Regions from separate parts of the Zea mays genome. Here region 2 is linked to region 1. Evidence: chromatin contacts called from public Hi-C data. All regions are on one chromosome and are shown on one strand. The core of a region is the stretch at or near the end of the contact, and the rest is flanking DNA. Distances in the headings are between cores, read along the strand shown.

Evidence for each region. A called contact is a pair of places that touch in the nucleus more often than the background predicts.
Region 2: a Hi-C map of ear shows a contact between it and region 1, with 2.1 times the contacts expected there. The contact joins the promoter of LOC100193497 here to the promoter of LOC100383970 in region 1. A contact is called at or near these places in 2 of 25 Hi-C or Micro-C datasets (ear and tassel).

The regions. Positions count from the first base shown.
Region 1 is chr2:53,181,035-53,184,768 of Zm-B73-REFERENCE-NAM-5.0, reverse strand. It overlaps LOC100383970, which reads left to right and starts at 1,884. Exons shown (of 2, transcript NM_001176583.1): 1 at 1,884-2,667; 2 at 3,139-3,660. The coding sequence starts at 1,984. The coding sequence ends at 3,465.
Region 2 is chr2:53,757,193-53,761,083 of Zm-B73-REFERENCE-NAM-5.0, reverse strand. It overlaps LOC100193497 (Ubiquitin carboxyl-terminal hydrolase), which reads left to right and starts at 1,551. Exons shown (of 11, transcript NM_001138611.2): 1 at 1,551-1,672; 2 at 1,959-2,230; 3 at 2,304-2,427; 4 at 2,988-3,088; 5 at 3,175-3,402; 6 at 3,731-3,799. The coding sequence starts at 1,985. It overlaps LOC542678 (SET domain-containing protein SET102), which reads left to right. Exons shown (of 11, transcript NM_001112195.1): 11 at 13-414. The coding sequence ends at 279.

The DNA.
Region 1 (3,734 bases), core at 635-3,134:
GGCCGCTAGATTATTTTGGTATAGAAAATAGTAAAAATAAAAACATGTTTAAAAATTAAGAACCTTTTTTGCATGAAGATCAACTTAGGGCATGTTTAGAAGCACTCAATTTGTCGTTTCATCTTTCACAGTTTTGTCTTCTCGTAGTTATGATCTATGATATATTTATATGGACATGTATGGATGTGCCATATACTTAAATATTTATATTATTGTCTTATTGTATGGCTATATATCTACATTGCATACCAAGTGTTGTGGGGCGCACTAGCAGTTCCTTCAACCCACCACGGCCACATGCCAGCGCCGGAGTGCCCAGCACCAAGACCCCGTCGGCGTGGCCGCTGCAGCAGTGAGTCAGTCAGCCAAGGTGCTCCGTGGGCCGTTGCCCTGTGCCCTGGCGCGCGTGCTGTGGCGCAGCACAGGCCGAGGAGGATCAAATCGGCCGGGCGGGCGATGAGCCGATGATGCCTGCCGCCAGACACGACAAAGTCCCTGTTTGTTTCGGCTTTTTACAGCTTCTGGCCACCAAAAGCTGTTGCGGACTGCCAAACACTCAGTTTTTCAGCCAGCTTCTACAAAATTTGTTTGGGTAAAAACAATCAACATAAACATATAATCGGTTAAGTCGTCGTAATAGTAGTAATCCGTCACTTTATAGATCTTGAGTCCCATGGACAACTTTATCTTCCTCCGCACGTAATTCTAATGATACTCAGATTCTCTACACAACCAGATTCTCCCCACAGCTAGATTCTCGGAAAAGCTGTTCAGAAAAAAGCTGAACCAAACAGACCCAAAGCTGACCTAAGGTGCCGCGCGTGCCGCCCGCCAGCTGAATTGCCGCGATCGAATCAAAGCGTTCTCCGGGGCAGATCGGCGCTGCGCGTGCGTGATTGTTATCAGGTGGACGGAGAACGGACTGGATCGCGATCACCCGTCGATGGATCCTCTCGTCCCGTTGTCAGGCAAGGCAGGCAGAGAGAGAGACGGTGTCAGGGCAATCTGTTTCAGGAACAGGGCCCTGTGCGGCGGCTTAGGCGAACCAGCCTCGCACACTACCGGTGGATGGAATCAACAAGTCAATGCTGCAGCTGCTCACGGATCACGATGCGGTCGCACGCGGTCTGCGCTTGCAGCTGCTCCACGGCTCGCGGCCCCGGGAACGGCCTTTTGTTGCATCGGGGCTGGAGTGGAGCGCCCTTGCGCTGTGGTATCTGTTGTGTTCTGTCCGTAGAATCGAATAGCCATCCAGAACTGCACGACCGCGTCCGGAAAGCTAAAGCCGGTGATACGGGACGGCGTAAATGAATCGGCAGGGGGTAGACGGGTAAGTACGTCACCTGAAAGCGCAAGAGGTGCAACTTGCAACAAGTCTTTTTACGGAAGGCGCGAAATGGCCCGATCGGATAAGGCCGAGTCCCAACTGACCGAAGTGAAGTGCACTGGGGGTACTCTGTTCCGTCCGATCCTGACGACGTTTCCTAATCAGCCAGCTAATACCCGGGCTGTAGACCATTCCTGCTGTAGCCGCCCGGCAAGCAATCTTCACATGGGCGGACGTCACAGAGAGGCCCATCTCGATGCTGCTTGCTGTATTCAGACCGTACAAGCTCGTCCGTCAACGGAAAACTGTTAGGTGCGGGGTTGCCATCGGGAGTGACCCTGATCTCTAGTCATTCAGACCAGTGCTGCACGTCTCTCTTCCTGCGACACACGGTTCTCGGTTTGCCCAGCCGGCAGCCGCACACAACACACGGACCCGTTCAACGGTTTAGGTTCACCGACCGTGAGTGTGTGTGTGAGTCGCGGAGTGGTGGGCGCGCACACACAATTCCCTCCCACCCCACCCCCACCCTCCTCGTCTACTACTTCTACCGCCCGCTGACCTGACCGAGTGCACCTCCACCTTTCCACTACCCCCCGCACAGTGCACACGCAGTTCGCACCCACGCCCCCCGCAGGCCGGAGGAGCCAGCCGCGATGGCGCAGCAGCCCCCGCACCGGCACGCCAAGACGGACTCGGAGGCGACGTCCAGCATGGCGGCGGCCTACTACGTGCAGTCGCCGAGCCACGACGACGGCGAGAACAAGACGGCCGCGTCCTCCTTCCACTCGTCCCCGGCGGCGTCCCCGCCGCGGTCGCTGGGCCGGGCGTCAAGGGACTCCTCCTCGTCCTCCCGCTTCTCCTCCGCCAAGGCCGCCTCCTCCTCCGTCGCTGTCCCCGTCCCCGGCGCCGGCGCCGGCGGGCGGCGGCGCGGCAGCCCGTGGATGAAGGAGGCGGCCATCGAGGAGGAGGGTCTCCTCGGCATGTCCGACGACGACGACGGCGACGGCACCAGCCGCGGCGCGCTCAGCGCGATCCCTAAGAGGGCGCGCTACGCGCTGGGCTTCGCGGGCGCCTTCCTCGCGCTCTTCTTCCTCTTCGCGCTCGTCCTGTGGGGCGCCAGCCGCGCCCAGCGCCCCGTCGTCACCCTGCGCTCCGTCACCTTCCACCGCTTCGTCGTCCAGGCCGGCACCGACGCGTCGCTCGTGCCCACCGAGATGGCCTCGCTCAACGCCACCGTCGCCCTCGCCTTCCGCAACGCCGGCACCTTCTTCGGCGTCCACGTCTCCGCCGACCCCGTCACGCTCCACTACACCCAGCTCCAGCTCGCGTCGGGCGATGTAAGTCAAACACCTTCTGAATTTTGTCTTTACGATATGCATTGTTACTCTGTTTTTTTTTTAACCATATGCATTGTTAGCATACATATAGTGTAAGAACAGAGCAAGGTACGGGTCTTTCTTTCGTTGGTAGTACCAGTAGATTTCATAGATAGATAAATAGATATATACGGAGAGTGGAGTACAGCTGCACACAGAGTCACTGACATTGACCCGAACAACACGCGGTAGCATAGCAGTAGGCAGTAGCCGCCGATAGCGACTTGTGACGGGAACAGAGGAACACAGAGAGAGCCACCAGCGCCACCGGCCCGTGTGCCGTGGAAACTCGAGCAGACACAACACAGCTCTCATGCCTTGCAGTTTCCCGCACGGCTGCACTGCACTGCATGGCCCCCGCATCCTGGGCCTGGCATCTCAATATTATCTGACGGGCCGGACTCGGTTGTTGTCGCGTTGCATTGCATGCAGATCAAGTATTTCTACCAGCCGCGGAAGAGCCAGCGCGGGCTGGCGGTGGCGGTGGTGGGCGACAAGGTGCCGCTGTACGGCGGCGGGTCGGGCCTGAGCAGCACCGCGACGACGCTGCCGCCGCCCAGGAAGCGCGCGCCGGCGGTGGTGGTGCCGCCGCCGCCCGTGCCGCTGCAGCTGGCGGTGCGGCTGCGGTCGCGCGCGTTCGTGCTGGGCAGGCTCGTCGCCCCCAAGTTCTACACCGAGGCGCGGTGCCGCGTCACCATGGACCAGACCAGGCTCGGCAGGCCCGTCTCCCTCGCCAAGGCCTGCACCTACACCCACTAGCTAGAGCGAAAGCGAAACACGCGCGCGCGCGCGCCTGCTGCCCTCGCCGTTTTGTTCTTCACTTGAGTTCTCTCTCCGTCGTCGTTATACTACTACTACCGCCTGCGTGTGCTTGCGTGCGTGCGTTACATTTGGATGCATGGGGCCATTGTTGCTCGGTTGTTGTCATGTATGTACAGAGGATTTCTTTTTTTTTCTTTTTCTTTTTTGGTGTTGGAGAGTTTTCATTGTTGCTCGCTTCTTGTTCTCCTTCGTGACCAGCTTCGTGT
Region 2 (3,891 bases), core at 302-2,801, 580 kb before region 1:
TGATCTCGCCAGGAAGTGAAGAACCAGGCCGTTTCTGAAATCGATGCCCTGTACGACGAGATAAGGCCTGCGGTTGAAGAGCACGAGAGGGACAGCCAAGATAGCGTCTCCACAAGCCTCGCGGAGAAGTGGATCGAGGCTAGCTGCCGCAAGTACAAGGCCGAATTCGACCTGTATGCTGCAGTACTCAAGAACGTTGCCTCCACTCCACTACGGTCGAAAGATGATGTGGGCCCAAGAGAGCAGAACGGGTTGAAGTACCTGGAGAACGGCTCATGATTTTTTTTAGCTAGAAGCGTGGAATATTACGTACGCCTTCAATTTGTAGTATAGGGATTGCATTTTTTTTTAACTGTGGTTGGTCTTGTATTTAGGTAGAGGCATTGTAAGGTTACATGATTTTAAATAGCGTGGAATCATGTCAAACGCACATTTGATCTCGTTCTCGTGTTTATGCTGTCGACCTCATTCTGTTTTGCTAACACCATCTGCACTCTGCAGGTAACAAGCACACGTGGATAAATTAGTCTTTAGGAGCCGAGCCGGTTGGATGTGCACGCATCTGGTTGGATCTCAGAGATTAACACCAACAAAAAAATATTATAACCAAGACATAAGTTAGATCATAATAAGTAAAATTGATTGGATTTGCATGATATTTGTGCCCATATTGATGGAGATTAATCATCGATTTTTAAAGGATGGACACGAATATAAAGAATCGACTAGGTTTAGGTGTCAAGAAATTGTTGAACAATGATAGAATCTTTATTTTTCTATAATAGTACTATAAGAGCATCTCCAAAAAAACTCTCTATTTGACTCTTTATTTGTCACTCTATAAAGATTAAACTCTAAATATAACATCTAATTTCAACAGACTCTCCAAAATGCAAGTTAACTTGGCTAGTGAGAGTCAATTTAGAGAGCCGGATAGCTTGTCAAGTTAAATGGCTATCCTGTTGGAGAACTATTTTGCTATTAATTAGCTAAAATTTAGCTTAATAAGCTATTTAGCTAGTCTCTTGGAGATGCTCTAAGAGAGTTAAGTACGGGTAGTTCAACATGGATAAATTTATTGTAGAGTGGTGATGTATACTTATTTATTGAGAGTCGTTTAGAGGGAATGAGTAGACGAAACTGAGTTTGAACATCTTATCTGAGCTGCTTGTTCCGGTTGCCACTCTCTTTTTATTTGCACTTGTGTTGTATGGTTGCTAACTCTTTTTTTAAAAGATTTATAAGGTTCGGTCCTCTCTTAAATATAATGATATATAACGTGTTTGAGAAAAAATCTTTCTATATTTTTTGCCATATATTATACCCGTTCTCAAATATTTATCGTCCGATAGTTAATTTTAAATTAAATCGTGATATATAGAAAAGAACAGAAAGAGTATTAGACTGAAAAAACTAATTATTCTTTTTATTAACAATATATAATTAGAAGGAATAAAATATTTTTTTCTCCGTAACTAACGAGGTTTGTTTGGAGTTTGGATAGGCTTCCCTTCAGCAAACAGCCTGGTAGTTCTATTCAGCCGCTTACCGCGCGCTCTCTTGTGCGGCAATTGGGCGACCGCCGCCGCCCTAACTCAGGTGCCGAGGTCTTCGCCAGTAACTTCAACAGGTCCTCGCCTGGTCCTTCGCTGGCGAGGAGCATCTCCACCAGGTATGCACACCTTTTCTCCTCCCTTCCTGCTGTTCAAAACAGCAACTGAACCCTAACTTAGGCTATCTGGCTATTTGCATTCGGATCTGTTCTGAGTCAAGTGTATACATGCCTGCTAACTTCGTTGTTTTTCTTGGAAAGACACCCCAGACACAACCTTGTTTTTTTACTATTTATTTGTTGACACTTGGCTGCCTTATTTGCAGTACTATCACATCAATGCCCCGACAATGATTTCTTTGATTTCATCCTTTGGTAAATTTTCGTATTAACAAATTCTATGAAGACTTTCTGCTGGTTCAGGTGCGAATCATGGGGAAGTTTATGCATGACAATCCAATGCTATCATGTAGTGAAGTAAACAGACATCACTATAGTCTTGCGGCAGTTGCTGTCGGTTTGGGACTAGGAGTTGCCGGGTTATGCAAGGCATTGTATAGTGGTCTGTCCATACCATGGGTTTCTCCAAGGAATTTGTTTTCGGGATCAGGGAGGGCATACTATGTTGGAGGTCTGCGAAATCTTGGCAACAATTGCTTTCTTAATGTCATCCTCCAGGTAAATATTGACTGTCTAATTGTACTGACATCCAGCTATGTGAATGCTAAATAAGGTAGCCTTTCCTTGGCAGGCACTTGCCAGCTGTGATGGTTTTATTTCCTTTCTAGATAATTTGCTTGCAACTGATGGCTTGCTACCTGAAGAAAAGGCTGTAAGAATGCCTCTTCTTCTTGCTTTAAGTTCTCTCTTGGAAGGTAAGATTTATACTATGGACTATTGAACTTCTTATCATTTTCGAGATCCCCACTGTGAACTTCTAAATACGACTCAGTGTCCATTGCAAGTATTGTCCTTTTACTGCAGGCAATTTCAGGGGGGTGGGGGCTTCTATTGAGAATTTTTTAGCTGTATGTGAACCCCTATAATACAGTACATGGCTTATAAGTTCAAAGATCATGTGGGGTCCTCAGCTGCATATGCAACATAATGCATTCACCGGTGGTGGAATCCATGCAACCTATAATTTTTTTGACAGTGTTTTCTCCTATGCTCTGATTTTCTTGGGAATTGATAGGTCCTTGTTATTTGCATTGCTTGGATTCTTTGCTCCACATAATATGTTCTTGCTTCTATATAAAACCACTGAATGGGACTTCTTTTTATCTTTTTCGCTTTATTCTTCTGACATTGGTCATGTCCTGCAAAATATAACTGCATGGCACTCTATTCTTGATGTCCGCCATTTGATTATAAATGCTTTTTTGTTACATGCTCACAAATTGTTATTATTGTACTTGAGCTTTGCATGTTGCAGACTTAATCATAGTTCGAGATGAAAGGACTGTGTTGAATCCACATGGAGTAATGCATGCTTTGAGTTTGTATGTTGGTCACTTCAATCTGACCAGACAGCAGGTATAATATTTACTTCTCTATCTTGTTTTCATTTTTTAGTATTGCATTAGATGTGCAGTCATCATAAGAACTAATTTTCCTTATAGGATGCTTCAGAAGCTTTTCTCCATCTTCTGATCTCATTGAGGGATGAATTTGCCCATTGTTATGTACCACATAGGAGTTCTCTGGCAGACATCACCCTTTCTGACTCCAAAGTATACAAGCAAAGGGAAGGTAACCTGCCTGAATGCAAGCGCTGGAAACAAAACCTATTTGGCCCCTTTGATGGGACAGTTGGCAGCATATTGTCTTGCAGAAACTGTTCTTCTGTGGTAGATTCCTAATTTCCTATGCTTCTTATTCTGTCACTGTTGAACTGTGGCTTATAAAAAAGTAACCTACTGTTGTCTTTCATATATGAATGCATTTTGTTCCGGATATACCACTGGATACATAGATATTGACACGATGTCCAGTGCATGCCCCTACCTTTCCTAGCCGTGGTAAAATTAAAGAATTATTATTATGGAAGTAATTTAGCCAACAACAAGTGATGCTATTTTCATATTGCCAATCAGTTATTTTGCGCATTTTGACAGTTAGCTTAAAATACTCCTGTTTTGTTAATTTTAATGTTCTCCCTTGTTACATATCTCACAGCTGTCATTGGACTTCGAGAATTTCCACTGCTTGCCTCTTTCGCCAGTCCTTAATGCAAATGGAGATATTGTATATCCGCGTCAACCTTCCTAAATTTCATTGGATGATTCAAGTTTTTTTTAAAAAAAATTATTCATTCGCTGTCCATTTTATGCTCATTA